3 separate regions of the Mus musculus genome follow, and all the other regions are linked to region 2. A link is a contact called in public promoter capture Hi-C data. All regions are on one chromosome and are shown on one strand. Each heading gives the region's core, a stretch centred on a gene start, on an enhancer-like site or on the middle of the called end of the contact. The rest is flanking DNA. Distances are from core to core; before and after follow the strand shown. Region 1 holds the start of 4930566D17Rik (a long non-coding RNA gene). Region 2 holds the start of A730098A19Rik (RIKEN cDNA A730098A19 gene). Region 3 overlaps Sipa1l2 (signal-induced proliferation-associated 1 like 2).

What was found. Promoter capture Hi-C pulls out the DNA fragments that hold promoters and counts their contacts.
Region 1: a contact with region 2 is called in a promoter capture Hi-C map of liver, with 2.8 times the contacts expected there. The contact joins the promoter of 4930566D17Rik here to the promoter of A730098A19Rik in region 2. A contact is called at or near these places in 8 of 39 promoter capture datasets (the HPC-7 cell line, cranial neural crest, embryonic stem cells and 4 more) and 1 of 9 other capture datasets (adipose tissue).
Region 3: a contact with region 2 is called in a promoter capture Hi-C map of hippocampal neurons, with 2.4 times the contacts expected there. The contact joins the enhancer-like site here to the promoter of A730098A19Rik in region 2. A contact is called at or near these places in 5 of 39 promoter capture datasets (embryonic stem cells, hematopoietic stem and progenitor cells, hippocampal neurons and 2 more) and 2 of 9 other capture datasets (liver and pancreatic islet).

Annotation. Positions count from the first base shown.
Region 1 is chr8:125,519,979-125,523,861 of GRCm38.p6, reverse strand. It overlaps 4930566D17Rik (a long non-coding RNA gene), which reads right to left and starts at 1,530. Exons shown (of 3, transcript XR_003947612.1): 1 at 550-1,530. All of the region lies in intron 1 of Sipa1l2 (signal-induced proliferation-associated 1 like 2), which reads left to right.
Region 2 is chr8:125,896,448-125,899,895 of GRCm38.p6, reverse strand. It overlaps A730098A19Rik (RIKEN cDNA A730098A19 gene), which reads right to left and starts at 1,982. Exons shown (of 2, transcript NR_155422.1): 1 at 1,442-1,982. It overlaps Pcnx2 (pecanex homolog 2), which reads left to right and starts at 1,579. Exons shown (of 34, transcript NM_175561.4): 1 at 1,579-1,967. The coding sequence starts at 1,815.
Region 3 is chr8:125,452,074-125,455,651 of GRCm38.p6, reverse strand. Sipa1l2 (signal-induced proliferation-associated 1 like 2) reads left to right here. Exons shown (of 22, transcript NM_001357372.1): 11 at 2,094-2,351. Among named protein-coding and RNA genes, the nearest start is that of Gm30713, 68 kb to the right of the region's middle. Within about 2 kb of position 1,376, at least 6 of the 459 cell types and tissues checked have an H3K27ac peak or open chromatin away from gene starts, as enhancers often do. A contact at or near this core is called in hippocampal neurons, where this site is marked.

The DNA.
Region 1 (3,883 bases), core at 281-2,780, 380 kb after region 2:
GGCTGTCTGGATAGTGTGCCCCAGTGACCGTACCTGTCTCTTTGTCTCTAAATCCCAGCACTGTGTTTGTAGGAGCACACCATCATGCTTGACTTTTCTTCCTGAGTTCTGGGGATCGAACTCAGGACCTCAAGCTTACATGGCAAGCACTCTACACAGCCCCAAGAATTTTACTGTTAAAGAAAAAAACCAAACCAAACCAAACCAAACCATAGCCTTGCTTAGATGCTGGATTTCCCTGCATACCAGCAGGTTGTCTTCTCACCGTTGGCGGGAGAGCTACAAGGAATAACTGTGTGTTGGTGCTGGCTGCACTTCCTCAGAACCGCACTTCCTCAGGAAGCCTGCGGGTAGGAACAAGGTGTGGGGAGGGGCATGTCTGCATGGCTTGTTTCTGTGCAGAGCATCTTGTGAGGTGTCCCCAGCACAGACCTAGGAATGCGGATCTTCCTGTCCCTTCCCTTGCATTCCAGTACATAACAGTTGCTGGGGAAGACCCAGTTTTAGGTGCTCCCCTCCCCCACTTCCCAGCCCAGACAGAGCCCTTACCTCATTAAGCCACCTGTGAAGGAGGAAGTGTGGCCAGGCTCCAGAGTCCTCATTGATGCTACTCAGAGAATCTGTGGCTTCCTTTCCTGGCCATAAACAAAAGCAGCTGAAAGAATGGGCTTTGCTTCTCATGGGATGCTTGCTATGTCAGGGGAAGGAAAGGCGCTTTCTCATAATGTTCATCTTGTAGGGGCCTCACCATAAAATACAGACAGTAACCCAGAAGTGCCGTGTGAAGCTGACTATTAGCAGCAGACTTTTCGAGTTTGTGTTGGGGTCTCATAATACATGCACACGAGGACACATGAGGACAGAACCCTCCTTACAGGAAAATTGGAATATTGATCTCTGAAAACAGCGATGCTTCAGAAATGCCTCTCTCTTAAGGTCTGGAAGGTCATACTGTGTTCGCAAGAGATACTTGTTATTCGCAGTGCAGTCATGTCTCCCGCATAGGTCTCCCTGGTGACGGCTCCATGTGTCCTCTTGCACAGCCTCAGTGGCAGAGAACATCACAACGCAGTGTGCTCTTGTCCTACTACAATGGCTAGAAGCTAGGGGCTGCCTGTGGGAACTGGTGGCTGTGATAGGTGGACAGACAGGCCAGGGAACACTTGGATAGGAAATCTTTCACAAATATTCTGGTGTTGGGGGTCATTATATTGTAACATAAGCCGTTAGGCATTATCAAGTAAATTCATATATTTATGTAGCCGTTCTGTCTGTCTGTCTGTCTGTGGTTTTCCATAAGACTAGAATTCTGAACCTGCTAAAGCAACCTCCTTATCTTCCTCCCTCTGAACCTATCTATTCTGCTTCTGCTTTGAGTCTTCACTATTCCTGGAACCCCATGGAAGAGAAATGGTCTGTCTCAGCCTTTGTCCCTTTGTGACTCATGTATCTCACTTAGTGGCCCTGGAGCTTCAGTCATAATGCATCAGACGTCAGAATTCCCTTCCTCCTTAAGGCTGAATAACATTCCATTGTGTGAATGGGTCACACTGTTTATTCACCCATCAAAGGACACTTGGGTCAGTTGGAACGAGAGCTGTTGTCAGAGTGGCTAGACACTGCTAGAGCAGTGTTTTTTCAACCTGTGGGTCACGTCCCGTCTGGGGTCGCCTAAGACCGGGAAAAACACAGATATTTGCATTACAATTCATAACAGTAGCAAATTTTCATGAATTATGAAGTAGCAATAAAAATAATTTTTATGGTCACCACAATAGGAGGGACTGTATCATAGGTGGCAGCATTAGGAAGGTTGAGAACCACTGCTCTAGAGCCACTGTAAGTTCTTTGGATGCAAATCCTGGATCCCATGGCAAGGCTGAGGGACCTGCTGCCTGTGCCTCTGATTCTGAGCCTCAGAACAAGAACGATTGCTCATTGAAGGAGAAACCCAGCTGCTCCGAGGGGCTTCAGTGACTTCTCATCAGCTGCTTTGCGCTTCCTAAAGATGGAGGCAGACTGAGGAAGGTCGGTTTTCTAAAGCAGAGGCCAGTGACAGCCTTCTGCATAAGTGATAAGCTTGTCTTCATGTCGTAGTGGAGTGGTTCATGAAGGTACCGCGTCAGCACGGCCGCTTCTGAGCAGGTCGGTGGGGATCCTCCTTACTGCGGGCTGCCTCATCTTGCTGGAAGCCTGCTCGTGCTCCTGGGTTCCTTCTGGTCAGTATTCCCTCCTTGCTGCATCTTGGCTCCTTGCGCTATCATACAGGAGTGTGGATTTTAGGAAGCTTTAGTTTGCAGTTCTTATAGCTACTGCTCTGAAATATAAGTTGTGGATGGAGAAGCTTGTGATCTGAGGAGCAGTCTGACTTCAATTCATATTCATTCATAGTCTTCCACCGCCCCCACCTCCTGTCTCCACCCCTTGAGTGCTGAATTCCAGGTGCACTGCTTCCCGAGGTTCAGAACAGAACCCGGGCTTTATCCGTGCTAGGCAAGCACTCTTCCAGCAGAACTGCAGCCTGGGCCAAGAACCAAGAAGGAAGTGCTTCCCTGAGCACCAGGTTCCTCGTCCAGGGAAGCAGGGTGGCCTGTGGACTCTGCCACTCCCTTCTTTCCTTCCCTTTCCTTTTACCGTAGGTAGGTGTGAGTTTGTAAACAGTATCGGAACTGTCACCAGATGCAGTTGTGATTTAACAGGGTAATCTGAAACACCCTTCTCCTTCTGGTCTTGGTGTTGCCTCCACAACACTGAGAAGTGACTGTGATCATAAAGGCTGCTGGGGGATGTGGTTGATTCGTGTTGCTGTTTCCTGTGGTAGAATTAGAACTCAGGCGTTTTAAGAGTATTTATTAAGGCTGGAGAAATGGGTCAGTGATAAGGGTCCAGGTTCTAAATGAATGAGTGAAAGAGAAAGAGAGAGAGAGAGAGAGAGAGAGAGAGAGAGAAAGGAAGGAAGGAAGAAAGAAAGAAAGGAAGAAAAAGAAAGAGAGAGAAAGAAAGAAAGAAAGAAAGAAAGAAAGAAAGAAAGGAAGGAAGGAAGGAAGGAAGAAAGAGCGAGCGAGCAAAGGTACATGATTACTCCTAGGTATGATGGAGGAGAAAGTCTATTACAGATATATGGGAGAGTCAAGGGTAGACATGACCTTGAGCTCTGTAGGGAGAGGGAACCAGGTACAACAGCCTGGAGGCCGAAAGGAACAAAGAGGGCAGGTAACCAAAATGATTGGATTATGTAGGGAAAGCAGCCCAGCTCCCTAGGCTGGAGAGTTCAGGGTAGGGGGCAGGGTCCTGGTTAACTGAAGGGTCCTCTAGCAGCTAGGAACTGAGGAATGCTGGGAAACCTGGTGGCCAGTGTCTGCTTTCATATGTTAAATAGCACCTCAGCCATTCATCCTGGGTTTGAAACCAACAGGTTCCCAGCACCCACATGTGGCCCACAACAATGTAATTCCAGTTCCACAGAACCTCACACCCTCTCTGGCTTATGCACATAAATGTAGGCAACACACTCATACACAGATAAATACGCCTTTCAAAGTACTTCTTGAAATGACAGTGAACAGGAGGGATGTATGGGAAAACTGACAAAAAACCCTTCACCTTCTGTTATAAACAATATTTTACAAAAATAATTTGTCCACGGCAAGAGCAGCGTTGCCCAAAGACTGTGTGTTTGCAAGCCTCTGCCATCTGGATGCAGAGCGGACCACTGGGTTCTCTTACCTACTTTTCGCTCAGCCTTTGACACTGGCATTCACCTCAGCAGCTCTGTTAGTTGGGAGAGGAGGAGACAGAACCGGATAAGATAGTGCTTTGTGTCCTTGATGGGCCTGGATCTGACATCCTGAGGACCCTGGAAGGAGCTCTGGTCACCCAGGGA
Region 2 (3,448 bases), core at 733-3,232:
TGACTTCCTTTGGTGATGAACAGCAGTATGGAAGTGTAAGCCGAATAAACCCTTTCCTCCCCAACTTGTTTCTTGGTCATGATGTTTGTGCAGGAATAGAAACCCTGACTAAGACAGGTCCTTTCTACATTTTCCTAACCCAGAGCAGGGTTCTTGCCTGTGATGGAGAAGGCAGCTCTGGTAAACATGCAACAAAGAGTTGCTTTGATTAATATATATTTTAAATAAATGATTTTCCATTTTGTCTGGGGCTTTACTGCATTTCTGGAGTTGGGAATAGCTGGCTTTAGCTGCTTTGTCTGTATTTTTCTTGTCTCTTTGAGACAGTGTACATCAGTTCTTTATGGCTATAGAAGTCAAGGTTCTATGATTTACTTAAAGCTGACTTTTGTTTGGTTTTAAAAATCTCATTTAGAGTTTGGGATCATGGCACATTAATTTAATATTTAAAGTCATTTTCTTATTTATTCAAAATGTATTCAACTGAAACTCAAAATCTCCCTTCCATTATTTCTATCCTGTGCTTCAGGGACTCTCATATAGAAAATTAAAAGAAAGAAAGAAAAAAAGACCAAAAATAAACAATATCTCCACAAGGTACACAGAACACACACTGACACATGTGAAGAGCAAACAAACTAAAGTAAAGATTAGACCCTTCATTTTGTGAACAAGCTTTCTGCTGTATTGGATTATCCCTGCTTATTAATCAGGGTTAGGATTCATTGCTGGTTTGGCAATATCAAGAATGGGCTTTACTCTGTTCTAGCAGCGATCTAGCGCCACCTAGCGCCGCAATCAAAATCTGTTCTTCTCTTTTTTTTCTCTCCTCCCTTCTTCCCCCGCCCTTCCCCGCCCCCCTCTCCTCCTGGTTGAAATGGTAGATTGCTATCCCAGATTATGTTCAGGAAATATATAAGAAGAAAGAAAGCTGGATGTAGTTGCTTATGCTCATAATCTCAATACTCTATAGAGAATTGCCATGAATTTTCAGGCCAGCCCGAGCTACATAATCCCTTCCAAGCCAATTCAGTCTACAGAGTGAGACCGTGCCTTATCAGTAAGATAAAACAATGTAAGGTAAAAATGTGTGGTTAACTGAGGCTCCAACGATTATTTCAGAACGGCGGTTATCATTTCTGTGCGTCCAATTAGGTAATCGGGGGTGGAGGAGAAAAGTCAGGGTGGAAAGAGGTCAGTGGGAGCAGACCATGTCGCACATGAAACTTTAGAGCCTCTAGTCTGTAGCCAACCAAGGTCACAGGGATCAAAGCCCCGCAGGTGGAGCTCAGAGGACATCGCTTTGAGTACCGCAAGCCTAGGCCTCCAGATTATACAAACCTTTTGGGGCAGGAGACAAAACAAAAACAAAAGCCAAGAAGTTTCCTGTCTGTGGTCCTCACACGGGAACATTCTTGGTTCTCACACCTTGCAAACTTACTCTTGGGAGATTCAGGAGAAAAGGCAGGTGGAGCTCCAGCCACCAAGGAGAGGGAGGGACTGAGCTCCTTCGCAGACTTGTGTGGGCGCAGGGCGGAGCCGCCGGAGCATCCTTGAGCAGCCATCGCAGAGCATGATGGGAAAATCCTCCTTCCCTTGGACATGGCGCGCACCTGCCTGGCAGCCCCAGCCGGCTCCAGCACCGCGCTGTGCCGGTCCGTACTGTTCAGCGTCTACCGCGGTTTGGGCGGTGGCGGCGGGGGTGGGACCGCGCCTGGAGCACACCGGCACGCGCCGACGTACTGAGCTCCAGGGTGCTGAGCTTAGGGTGCTGAGCCCCAGGGCACGCTCGGTTTCTGCCGGACTCTGCGGGCATGGCGTCCCAGGTGCTGCAGCTGCTCAGGCAGGGTGTGTGGGCCGCTCTCACAGGGGGCTGGTACCACGACCCGGAGCATAGCAAATTCACCAATAGCTGCCACCTCTACCTGTGGCTGTTCCTGCTCTTGCTGCCACTGGCTCTGCACCTGGTGAGTCCCCAGTTTAGGGGTGGGTGGAGGAGGGGGAGGAGGAAAGGAAAAGGAGGAGAAACAGGAAGCGGAAAGGAAAATTAACAGGAGAAGAGAGGGAAGGGGGAGAGAAGGAAGGAGATGGGAAGAACTAAATAGGAAGTAAGGTTATGAAAGAAGGGGAGGGGGAGCCACAGAGGATGCCCAGGATGGGAAGGAATCAGTGACTTTGAGAAGTAGGGACGGAAGAATGAGGCAAGGGGTTTTGGGACAACAGTCCTGCAGGGCACTGGAGAGTCTCCGGAAAGAAGTATGTAGGACTTTGGGGATTGTGAGCTCATTAAAAATCGATGTGGGCTGCCTGGATGAGTCAGGCCCTGCTGTCTGAACGGTTGAGACTGGCTTATGGGTACCAACCATGGAGCCTCACGACTTCGGATGATATCAGCTATAACACCAGCTATAACACCTCAGGTGCAGTCGCAATAAAAAGGCAGTACGAATCCCTCTCAGGGCGACCTGATTTCGGTTGTTAGTCGTTTTTTCTTTTTTCCTACTCTTCTCTTCTTGTTTTGCTTTAGGAAGGTAGATTCCACTGTCAATCACTCTGCAGTTTCACTATGGTGTAGAGAAGTCTGAAAAAAAATTAAAAATATACAGGAGTGGATAAATGTCATACACCTATGCCAGAGCAGTGTGGCAGCTCCTCCTCTGGGATGGCCAACAATGGGGGATAGTGAATGCTTACTGAATGGTTACCTATGACCTTCATAGGTCAGTTAAACATATAGGTAGCGCAAGGCGTGATGGGGCACCCTTAAAAAGCTGCCTGCTGTTAACTTGCCGGTGAGGCGAGGAGCCGTCTCTGATGTGTCTGTGAAGGACTTTGTCCCTAGAACAGTACATGGTCATGTTCTGCTCCACAAAATCTTCAATGAGTTTGCATAGGTGACAGATCCTGAGTCTGACCTTCGAGATGCCTGGTGGCTTGGCACCCCTAGACCCTGGCTCTTTTACTGGCAGGCTGTTCAGAGCTGTGGTTCTGGAAACAGACTGGCTCAGCTGAACTCCGGGCCCAGCTTTTCCCAGTTCTGGGACCATGGAAGGAGTTGACTTACTTTGACATTTTACTTTCCTTGGCTGTAGAACAAGATACTTGCTCCTGTGTGTGTGTGTGTGTGTGTGTGTGTGTGTGTGTGTGTGTGTGTGTGTGCTTGAAAGCATGCAGAGAGATCAGAAGACAACTTGGCAGGGGTTCCACTCTGGGGGATCCTTGGATCAGGATTGGTGGCAGGCAGCTTTACTCTCTGAGCTATCTTACTGGCCATTAGAACCAGTTTGTGCCAGCCGTGGTGCTCAACGAGAGTACATATGAAGTCTTCTTCAGGACAGTCTGGTTTATTAGACTGACACTGGACCTACCCCGACCTTAGTTTTCTAAGTGGAGGTCTCTCCAGAGAACAGTAGTGGCCCATGTGTATGGCCACCCGGTCTTCTGGTTA
Region 3 (3,578 bases), core at 127-2,626, 440 kb after region 2:
CTTTGCAAGCGCAGGCCTTAGAAGTGTGGGCAGAGCCTTAGAGACTAGAGACGCACAGCCTGGGCTCCCCTGCACCGGGGGACCGCTCTCTGGAAGTGACAGCAGACACAGGTGTGGCCCTCCTACTGTAATGTCCCATTTCGTGACTTCCAGTTAGATCACTGGCCGTGTGGATGAATCTGCGGTCCCAGCGGGTGTTGAATCTGGATACAGAGCAGAATACTCATGAACTTAAGCTCTTTGGTAAATGTTTCCTCAAATTCCGTTTGCAATAAAACATCACAATCCAGGCAAATCTCAACTTAAATATTGACTGTCAAACTCAGAAAATCCAGAGAAATATAGGCTAGCTTATGAAGCAAGTTTGGCTTTGGTGGAAGGGAATGAAGTTAGAAGGTGAGGAATGGGGTGTGTGGTGGTCAGAGCCTCCTCTGAAGACAGCCTGTGCCTGTCTCATGGAGGCTTTTCTCCTGCTGCTCCCCAAGGGCGGCACTGACGCATCCTCAGGGTTGTGAGATACAAACCAGACTGCTCTGTTGGCCGGTTCTCTCTTCATGGTTGGAGCCATTGGGAATTATTTTAATCAGAAACCTTCCAGCATGGCTGCAGAGAGCAGCGCTCCGGCCGGCCCTCCACCCCGGTCTCCTGCCATGTCCAGATCATGCCTTTGACCCGGGATCTGATTGCACAGGGTGTATGTAGGTGGCTGTTTGTCTGTCTGTGCTTCGTGCCCTGTGGGCCTTCAAATCTGGTTTTCATGTCTTCTGGTTCTGATATTTTGGTAGTGTTTCTTATTAATTTTCTACCTTAACACACACACCCTTCTTTTTGGTGAAAGATGGGTGTTTTGTCTCTAAGTTCTTCGGAAGAGTACCTCAGTTTGCCATTCTACTGACTGGCTAGATATTTTTTCTAGACTTTAAGATCTAGTTATAATGTCTGTCAGTATCAGAGCCTTGGCTGCTCAGGGAGCTTCACTATAAGGACTGAGACATCCATTGCCTTTATGGTGGGAGTGGTCCTTGTTCAGTCTTTGGGGACAGGCTGAACTTACAGAAAGAACTGTGAGGCTAAGTCTCATCTTTCTCCACTTCCTACCTACTCAGTGTCACTGGCCTAAGTACCTGTCTTTCTGCAGAGCACTGAAGAGCCCTGCTTTCTAGGACCCTCTGTTTGCTCCCTGCCTGCTGGACCTCAGGGCCTAGCGTTGAACTTCTCATGGACTCTGCATTCACTGTGTCGGTGGGTCATGCTGGCATCTCTGACTGAGCCTCTGTGGGCTGTCAGGGCATGGTAACGTTGTTCCCTCTGTGTGTCCTGGTGACGTTCCCTCTGTGCGTCCTGGGGGCTGCTAAGCTCCTGCTGCTCCTCTGCAATGTTTCTGAAAGGGACTGGCAAGCCTTACTCCGGCATCTGCTAACGGGTGGATGTTCTTGGAGCAGCTCTTTTAAAGGGTGGCTAGGAGACAGTTTTTCACGTTGAGTGTCTGAGGGCACTGCCTTCAGAGGCTGACTGCTGAGCCAGCATGGCCAGTTGGGTGGTTGACACTGATGCCTGGGCCCTGGTGAACAATGTCTTGTGTCCGTGTCCAGCTCTGTGAACAATATTTGCAGCACTTGGGTCTGGCCATGACCTTGCCGTTTAATAGTGAGCAGGGTTGCAGCATCTCTGGGCTTTGATATCTCGTGACAGTAGGCAGAAGTTGGAGGAATACAGAAGGGCTTTGAAAACAACTAAGAATAACCCACAGCATCCAAAGGGCCGTGGTCCCTCCCACTGTGCAGCACTTCCCAACCCAACCAGCCTATGGTGTGTTGGCAGGCAGGAGAAAGCTACAATTGGATCTTTTAGAATCTCCGTCTGACTGTTGGCCAGACAGCAGCTGAACGGTTTTGAGCATCTAGGGAAGGATGCCTTAGAGCACATGTAAGGTGCCATCCTGTTAGGCCCCAGGAAGCACAGGTGCACGTGCAGGAGAGTCTGCTCCGCCATGAGCAGGCCTTGCCTGAGCCCTCCATCTGCTCAGCCACGAGCAGGCCTTGCCTGGGTCCTCCAAGAAGCTATAGTCTCACCGCCTCTTCTTGGCTCCACAGGGGCTGTTCAGAGCTCTGCCGGATCCCCATGGTGGAATACAAGCTGGACAGCGAGGGCACACCCTGTGAGTACAAGACACCTTTTAGGAGGAACACCACGTGGCACCGTGTGCCCACCCCTGCCCTACAGCCAGTTTCCAGAGCCTCACCTGTGCCTGGCACACCTGACCGACTCCAGTGCCAGCCGCTGCTGCAGCAGGCCCAGGCCGCCATCCCCCGGAGCACATCCTTTGATAGGAAGCTGCCTGATGGCACCAGGTAACACCACAGCCTCCCTTAGATACTAACTGAGCAGCCTGGCTGGTTCTGTGATAGCTTGTTGTGAGTTTTGGCAAACAGGGCAATGGGATAGCCTCAGTCACAGTGGTGCTCAGAGTCTAGCCTTGTCCTGTTGTCAGAGCAGATACCCTCTGCCCACCCGGGACACAGCTTTTAGAGCTAAATACAGTAACACGAGAAGGTGGTGAGAGCTCAGGGCACCTAAATTGCATAGGTTGTGTTTAAGACCAAAACAGTTGATTCTATGTGTAATTCCTGTCTAAACATTCCTGTGACCTACACCATAGAGATGTGAGCCTTTACTCTGGACACTTGATCCCTGAGGGCTCTGATCTGGTAGACCTGTCAATACACACCAGGAGCCAGGGTCTTGCTTGCCTATTGGGCTGTCCCCTGGGCCTCTCTGATGTATGTCCCTCGTCTGGAAAATAAGGAGGATGTAGACCCCGGCAGGACCTCCTAAAGACCACCCAGATCAGCATCACTGAAGGGCTTAGAACCAGGCACTACACACTGTAAACCTATACAAATATTTACTAGAATTAACAAAATGTGTAGCTCTTCTTGTCTGTTCTAGTTTATGCTCCCAGGAGGAGCAGGAATCTTTTAACTTAACATTAATCAAGTCATCTGGGCTCCAAGCCTCTGGACTTGAGGATCATGGGGTTTAATACGCAGCTTCCCTGCGCTCAAAGCACACACAGTAACACCTGGGGCAAGAGTCTGCAGCACCCCTCTAATCACATAGAACCTAGAGAATTATGGAGGAAACCAGAGGGGCCCTGCAGCCAGAGGGATCTTGGCGAGCATCGTCTCTGTCAAGTGACTTCTCATAGAGATTTGGAAAGTGATCTCTAGAATTACAGTAGGCAGCTGTGTGAAAGTCGGTGGTCGTGCCACATTATAGCTTTGCTCCTGCTCACTTGTGCACTCGACCCAGATGTGATCTGCACTAGGCTCTGTGTAACAGGTGTAAGTGGTGTCTTCTGACTGTACACTCCCGCCGCATGCCTGGTTTTCTGTCCCCTGGAGCCACCATTGTGCCTTCACCTTCAGAAAGCAAATGTCCCCAAATCCACACTCCTTCCTGTGATGGGTTTCTGTCATAAAACTGAGAAATCTCGGGCTTCGCCGATTCTCAGATTATCTCCCTGATTGGTTCCATTGCACATTGCTTTGTGAATGGACATAGGGAATTTTTTGTAA